Linked DNA regions of Canis lupus: region 2 is linked to region 1. The links are chromatin contacts, called in public Hi-C maps. All regions are on one chromosome and are shown on one strand. The core of a region is the stretch at or near the end of the contact, and the rest is flanking DNA. Distances in the headings are between cores, read along the strand shown.

The links. Hi-C and Micro-C count contacts between places; a contact is called where the count stands out from the background.
Region 2: a Hi-C map of blood shows a contact between it and region 1, with 4 times the contacts expected there. The contact joins the promoter of C29H8orf37 here to the promoter of TP53INP1 in region 1. A contact is called at or near these places in 3 of 9 Hi-C or Micro-C datasets (amygdala and blood).

The regions. Positions count from the first base shown.
Region 1 is chr29:40,245,313-40,248,190 of UU_Cfam_GSD_1.0, reverse strand. TP53INP1 (tumor protein p53-inducible nuclear protein 1) reads left to right here and starts at 1,402. Exons shown (of 5, transcript XM_038579803.1): 1 at 1,402-1,700; 2 at 2,542-2,721.
Region 2 is chr29:40,526,853-40,529,730 of UU_Cfam_GSD_1.0, reverse strand. It overlaps C29H8orf37 (protein C8orf37 homolog), which reads left to right and starts at 1,446. Exons shown (of 7, transcript XR_005381266.1): 1 at 1,446-1,600. TRNAS-AGA (a tRNA gene) reads left to right here and starts at 835; the gene lies at 835-916.

The DNA.
Region 1 (2,878 bases), core at 153-2,652:
ACAGCGGGAACACACACACAGCGGGAACACACAGACACACACAGCGGGAACACACACACAGCAGGAACACACACACAGCGGGAACACACAGCGGGAACACACACACAGCAGGAACACACACACACAGCGGGAACACACAGACACACACAGCGGGAACACACACACACAGTGGGAACACACACACAGCAGGAACACACAGACACACACACACAGCGGGAACACACACACTGGTGGGAACACACACACACACACACACACACACACACCCCGGCCAGGGACCCCTGCCCCGGGTCGGTTAGCACAGGGGTTAGCACAGGGGCCCAGGGGGATGGGCCTGGCTCGAGGGGAGGTTCCGCGGGCCGCCCCCGCCCCCACCTGGAGCCACACTTGGTTTCCCAGGACGCCAAGGACGGGACCGGCGTCTGCGGGGCCACGGGGAAGGCTTCGCCCCTACACGGGCGTGCACGGCCCCCCGGGGTCTCGGGCCTCCATCCCTCGCAACGGCCTGGATGCTCCTCCGCAGAAGAAACGGCTTCCGTCCCTCTGGGCCCACCCCACCCCCACCCCCACCCCGCCCTGCCTGGGGCACAGGGTCGCGGGGGTCGCGCGGGTCGCGGAGGTCGGGGCTGTAGCTCGCGCCTCTGCGGGTTCCCGTGGGTGCTCCCGCCGGGCCGCCCCCTCCCCTCCCCTCCCCTCCCCCCCGCTCCCCCCCTCCCCTCCCTTCCGCTCGCCCCTCGGCGCCCGGCTTTGTTGCCCGGGCTTGTTTCTAACTCGAGCGCGTCGCCGGGCCGGGCGCCAGGTCACGTGCGTTGGTGACAACCTGTGGCAGGACGGCCCCGGGGCCCCCGCGCCGCCGATTGGTGGGGCCCGGCTGGCGCGCCCCGCGGGGAGGGGCGGGGAGGGGAGGGGCGGGGAGGGGCGGGGCGGGGCGCGCGGCGATCAGCTGTTCCGAGCGCAGCACAACAACAAAAGGAGCGAGCGGGCGGCCGGCGGCCCGGGGTGCAGCACCCGCACAGCCGCCCGGCCCCGGCCCGACCCCGACCCGACCCGACCCGACCCGCCCCGCCCCGCCGGCCGGGCCCACGTAAGTGCGGGGGGCGGGGGCGGGGGCCGCGCGGCCGCGTCCTCCCCGAACCCCGCCGCTTTCCGTGCCCGCGGCGGGACCTGCGCCCCCCCCCCGCCCCCCGCCCCCTGCCCTCGGCCGTTGGCCTGGCTCCGGCCTCGGCCCCGCGCCCCGCGCCCCGCACCCCACTCCCCGGCCTCCGGGGCCGACGCGCCCGCCCCCCTCCGCGGGACCTCAGGGCGAGGGGTGTCCGCCCGCGCGCAGGCCCCGAGCCCCCCGGCCCCCGGGCTGCCGCACCTGTGCGGGGACCGGCCTCGCCCGCGGGTCGCACCCCCGGCCCTGTGACCCCTGCCGCCGACCACCGCCGAGAGCTCAGCAGCTGGTACCGTCCTGCGGTTAGAGACCCGAGGCCCGGGACAGCCAGTCCTAGCCCGCGGTTAGGGACCCGAGGCCCGGGGGCTGTAAGTCCTTCGCTGGAGGCCACACAGCCCATTGAGAGGAAAGGGGTGCAGATGGCTTTTACGTGGGCATGCCTCGTTCCCTAGTGACCTTCCCAACTGCCTCTCCCCATCCTCTCCTGTGTTAATTCCAGTTTAGGGTAGGCGAAGGAAGAGCCTGTTCCATCTGCAACTCCCAGGTATGGGGCATTGGTTGCTAAATGGGCCTTTTCTAAATGCAGAGTGCTTTTGGAAAAGGGGAGGAGAAAGCGACCCATGGGGTCCTTGAGCAGGAATAATGAGGTTCCCCCAAGATCCTGAAATCATCTGATTGGTCATTGAAATGCCTTGTTCATTGCAAATGTGAGAATCCCTGGGAAGCATTTGATTTTAAGTCACAGCCACTATCATTCTCAACTGGCAGCATGATTTTTAAGGGCCCTAAGCCGGAACCGGGACCTCCGTAGTTTATGTGACCAAGATCTCTTCTGCTTTTTTCATCCTCTCTTTTGTTCTTCTCTGTGGAAGCTTGCTCACTCAATTGTTCCCTCATATTTCTCTTGGGAATGGTCCTGCTTTAAAAATGTAAGGTTAAGAGGCTAGGAATTCCCACTCACGGCTGTCTTTTGTCCATTGTCATTCGTCCTTCGGGGCAGACAGTGCTGGGTCTCTGGGAGAAAAACCCCGTGAGACCAGTTGAACAGTCTGAGTAGAAGCGGAACAAGCAAAGACAACTTTCTTGGCTTGGTTTTTCTGCAGTTTACAATCAGTTTGAAATTACCGGAACCAGCATATTTATTTTTCTAAAATAGGGTAGACTATAAAGAGAAAAAACATTTTGAGGCTGCTTTTCAGTGAAGATGTGTTAGTTCAGCCACCTGATATTTCGAAACTATCAAGAAGCCACAACTGTACACACAGTTCGAAGTTAGATCATCAAAGTTGTAGGCTTGGCTTTTTTTTTTTTTTTGATTTAAAAATGTTGTTTTTGGAGCCGCCTACTGGCAGCCAAGACTAACTGAAAAGCACTGTTCTTTGAAGTTCATAGACCCAGAGCTGAGGCTGAAAAGGAGCCTGAGCAATCGTGTGCAGGGAAAGCAAGACACTTGGAACCGCCCAGATTTATGCTGGGATGCTGGCTACGCACCTGACCGGCTCTGTCACTTTCGAGCAAGTTACTTAATTTCTGAGCCTCAGTTTCCTATTAGTAAAACATGACAAGTAAGTACCTCAACTCACTGTCACATACAAGTCTTCAGCAGATTATAGGTCTAGTTGTTATTTAAACATTTTGCAGATACAGACATTTGGACCCAAAGATGCTAAATGGCCTACAGTCAGTCACACAGCAGGCTTGGAATGGACTTAAGTATTCCAA
Region 2 (2,878 bases), core at 197-2,696, 280 kb before region 1:
GGGCCATCTCGGTGGGGGGGGGCATCCCAGGGGGGCAACCCCGGGGGGGGGACATCCCAGGAGGCACCCCAGGGAGCCATCCCAGGTGGGCATCTCAGGGGGGTACCCCAGGGGGGCATCCCGAGGGGGATATCCTAGGGGGAACATCCCAGGACGCACCCCAGGGGGGCACCCCAGGGGAGCATCTCAGGGGGGCATCCCAGGGGGGCACCCCAGGGGGCCATCGCAGGGGGGCATCATCTCAGGGGGCACCTCAGGGGGCACCCCAGGGGCATCCCAGGGGGGCATCTCAGGGGGGGCATCCCAGGAGGCACCCCAGGGGGCCATCCCAGGCGGGCGTCTCAGGGGCCACCCCAGGGGGCTTCCCAGGGGGGCAGCGCGCGCATCCCGCCGCACGCCGCCGGGACTGGGGCCTCGGGAGCTGTGACCCGGGTCGCGGGAGCGTCCGAGCGCCGCGTCCACGGAACGGGGGGTCCCGCGCGCCGCGGCAGGTGCACGGCGGGGCGGGGGGCGGGGCTGGCGGCTCGGGGACCTCAGCGACCTCGGGGACCTGGGGGACCCGGGGGACCGCGAGCGCGCTGTGCCCCCGCCCCGGCCCCGCCGAGCAACCCCGACTGCACCAACTCCGAGTCTTCCGGATGGCGGCGGAGAAGGGCTCGGGCGCTCTCCGGGGCGCTCTCCGGGGCGCTCTCCGGGGCGCTCTCCGGGGCGGCGGGCGGCGGGCGGCGGGGCCGGGGCTCGGAGCGCGCTCGGGGCTCGGGAGCCTCCCGCCGCCCCGCCCGGACACGTGCCCGCGCCGCTACATAGGCCTCGCCGCCGCAGCCCGCAGCAGCAGTAGTCGTGGCCGAGTGGTTAAGGCGATGGACTAGAAATCCATTGGGGTCTCCCCGCGCAGGTTCGAATCCTGCCGACTACGGGGCGGCGGCGCTCCCCGCGCCTCCCTTCGTTTTCTTGCAGCCGACACTGGCCTCCGCTTGGAGGACTTCGCCGCCGCCCCTCCCGCGCCTTCTTTAAGGGACTCGTGCGCGGCGGGGACGCAGCCCGGGAACCCCCGCGGGGCCGCAGGAGCAGCGCGCCAGGGAGGCCCGGAGCCCGGGACTGCGGTTACGACCTGGGTCCGGGAGGGGGAGACCGGGCGCAGCTCGGCGGCCTGCAGCGCGGGGAAGCACAGCGCCGCGGGCTCCCGCAGCAGCGGACAGCTCGGGCCCCGCGCCCCGGGGACGCCCCGCGCGCCCCCCGCGCCCCCCGCGCCCCGCGCCCCCCGCCGCGCGAGCTCCCCGACACCTCGCACGCCCGGGCCGCCCTGGCACCGAGAGCGCATGCGCGGGCGCGGAGCGGGGGGGGGGGGCGGGGGGGGGCCGGGCGCGCTCGGCGTAGCCTCGCGTTGCCCCTGGAAACCGCCCGGCGTCGCCGCGACGCGAAGGGGGAAGACGTCACGGTCCAAGATGGCGGAGGGCCTGGACGAGCTCCTGGACGAGGTCGAGTCCAAGTTTTGCCGACCAGGCCCCCTGAGGCGGGGCGCGGCCGGGCGGCCCCGAGGCTGCGGCGGCGGCGTCCTCGGCACCGAGCGGGACCGGGCCGCGGCGGAGGAGACCCTCAGGTTAACAGGCGGGAGGGGGCGGCCGGCCTCGTAGCGCCCGCTCCACGCCCCGGCCCACTGCCCGCCCGCCCGCGCTCGGGCCCGGTCCCAGCCCCGGTCCCAGCCCCCGGTCCCAGCCCCGGTCCCAGCCCCCGGTCCTAGTCCTGATCCCAGCCCCGGTCCCAGCCCCGGTCCCAGCCCCGGTCCCAGCCCCGGTCCCAACCCCGGGACCGGGCCCGGTCCTCAGCCCCGGTCCCAGCCCCGGTCCCAGCCCCCGGTCCCTAGTCCTGATCCCAGCCCCGATCCCAGCCCCGGTCCCAGCCCCGATCCCAGCCCCAGATCCTCAGCCCCGATCCCAGCCCCGATCCCCAGCCCCGATCCCAACCCCGGTCCCAGCCTCGATCCCCAGCCTCGATCCCCAGCCCCGGTCCCAGCCCCGATCCCCAGCCCCGATCCCAGCCCCGGTCCCAGCCTCGATCCCCAGCCTCGATCCCCAGCCCCGGTCCCAGCCCCGGTCCCAGCCCCGATCCCAGCCCCGGATCCCAGCCCCGATCCCAGCCCCAGATCCCAGCCCCGGTCCCAGCCTCGATCCCCAGCCTCGATCCCCAGCCCCGGTCCAGCCCCGATCCCAGCCCCGATCCAGGCCCCGATCCCAGCCCCGGATCCCAGCCCCGGTCCCAGCCTCGATCCCCGGTCCCGGGCCCGGTCCCCAGCCCCGGTCCCAGCCTCGATCTCCAGCCCCGATCCCCACCCCCGATCCCCAGCCCCGATCCCCAGCCCCGATCCCAGCCCCGGTCCCAGCCCCAATCCCAGCCCCAGATCCTCAGCCCCGATCCCAGCCCCGATCCCCAGCCCCGATCCCAGCCCCGGTCCCAGCCTCGATCCCCAGCCTCGATCCCCAGCCCCGGTCCCAGCCCCGATCCCAGCCCCGATCCCAGCCCGATCCAGGCCCCAATCCCAGCCCCGGATCCCAGCCCCGGATCCCAGCCCCGATCCCAGCCCCGATCCCAGCCCGATCCAGGCCCCAATCCCAGCCCCGATCCCCAGCCCCGATCCCAGCCCCGGTCCCAGCCTCGATCCCCAGCCTCGATCCCCAGCCCCGGTCCCAGCCCCGATCCCAGCCCCAATCCCAGCCCCAATCCCAGCCCCGGATCCCAGCCCCGATCCCAGCCCCGGATCCCAGCCTCGATCCCCAGCCTCGATCCCCAGCCCCGGTCCAGCCCCGATCCCAGCCCCGATCCAGGCCCCGATCCCAGCCCCGGATCCCAGCCCCGGTCCCAGCCTCGATCCCCAGCTCCG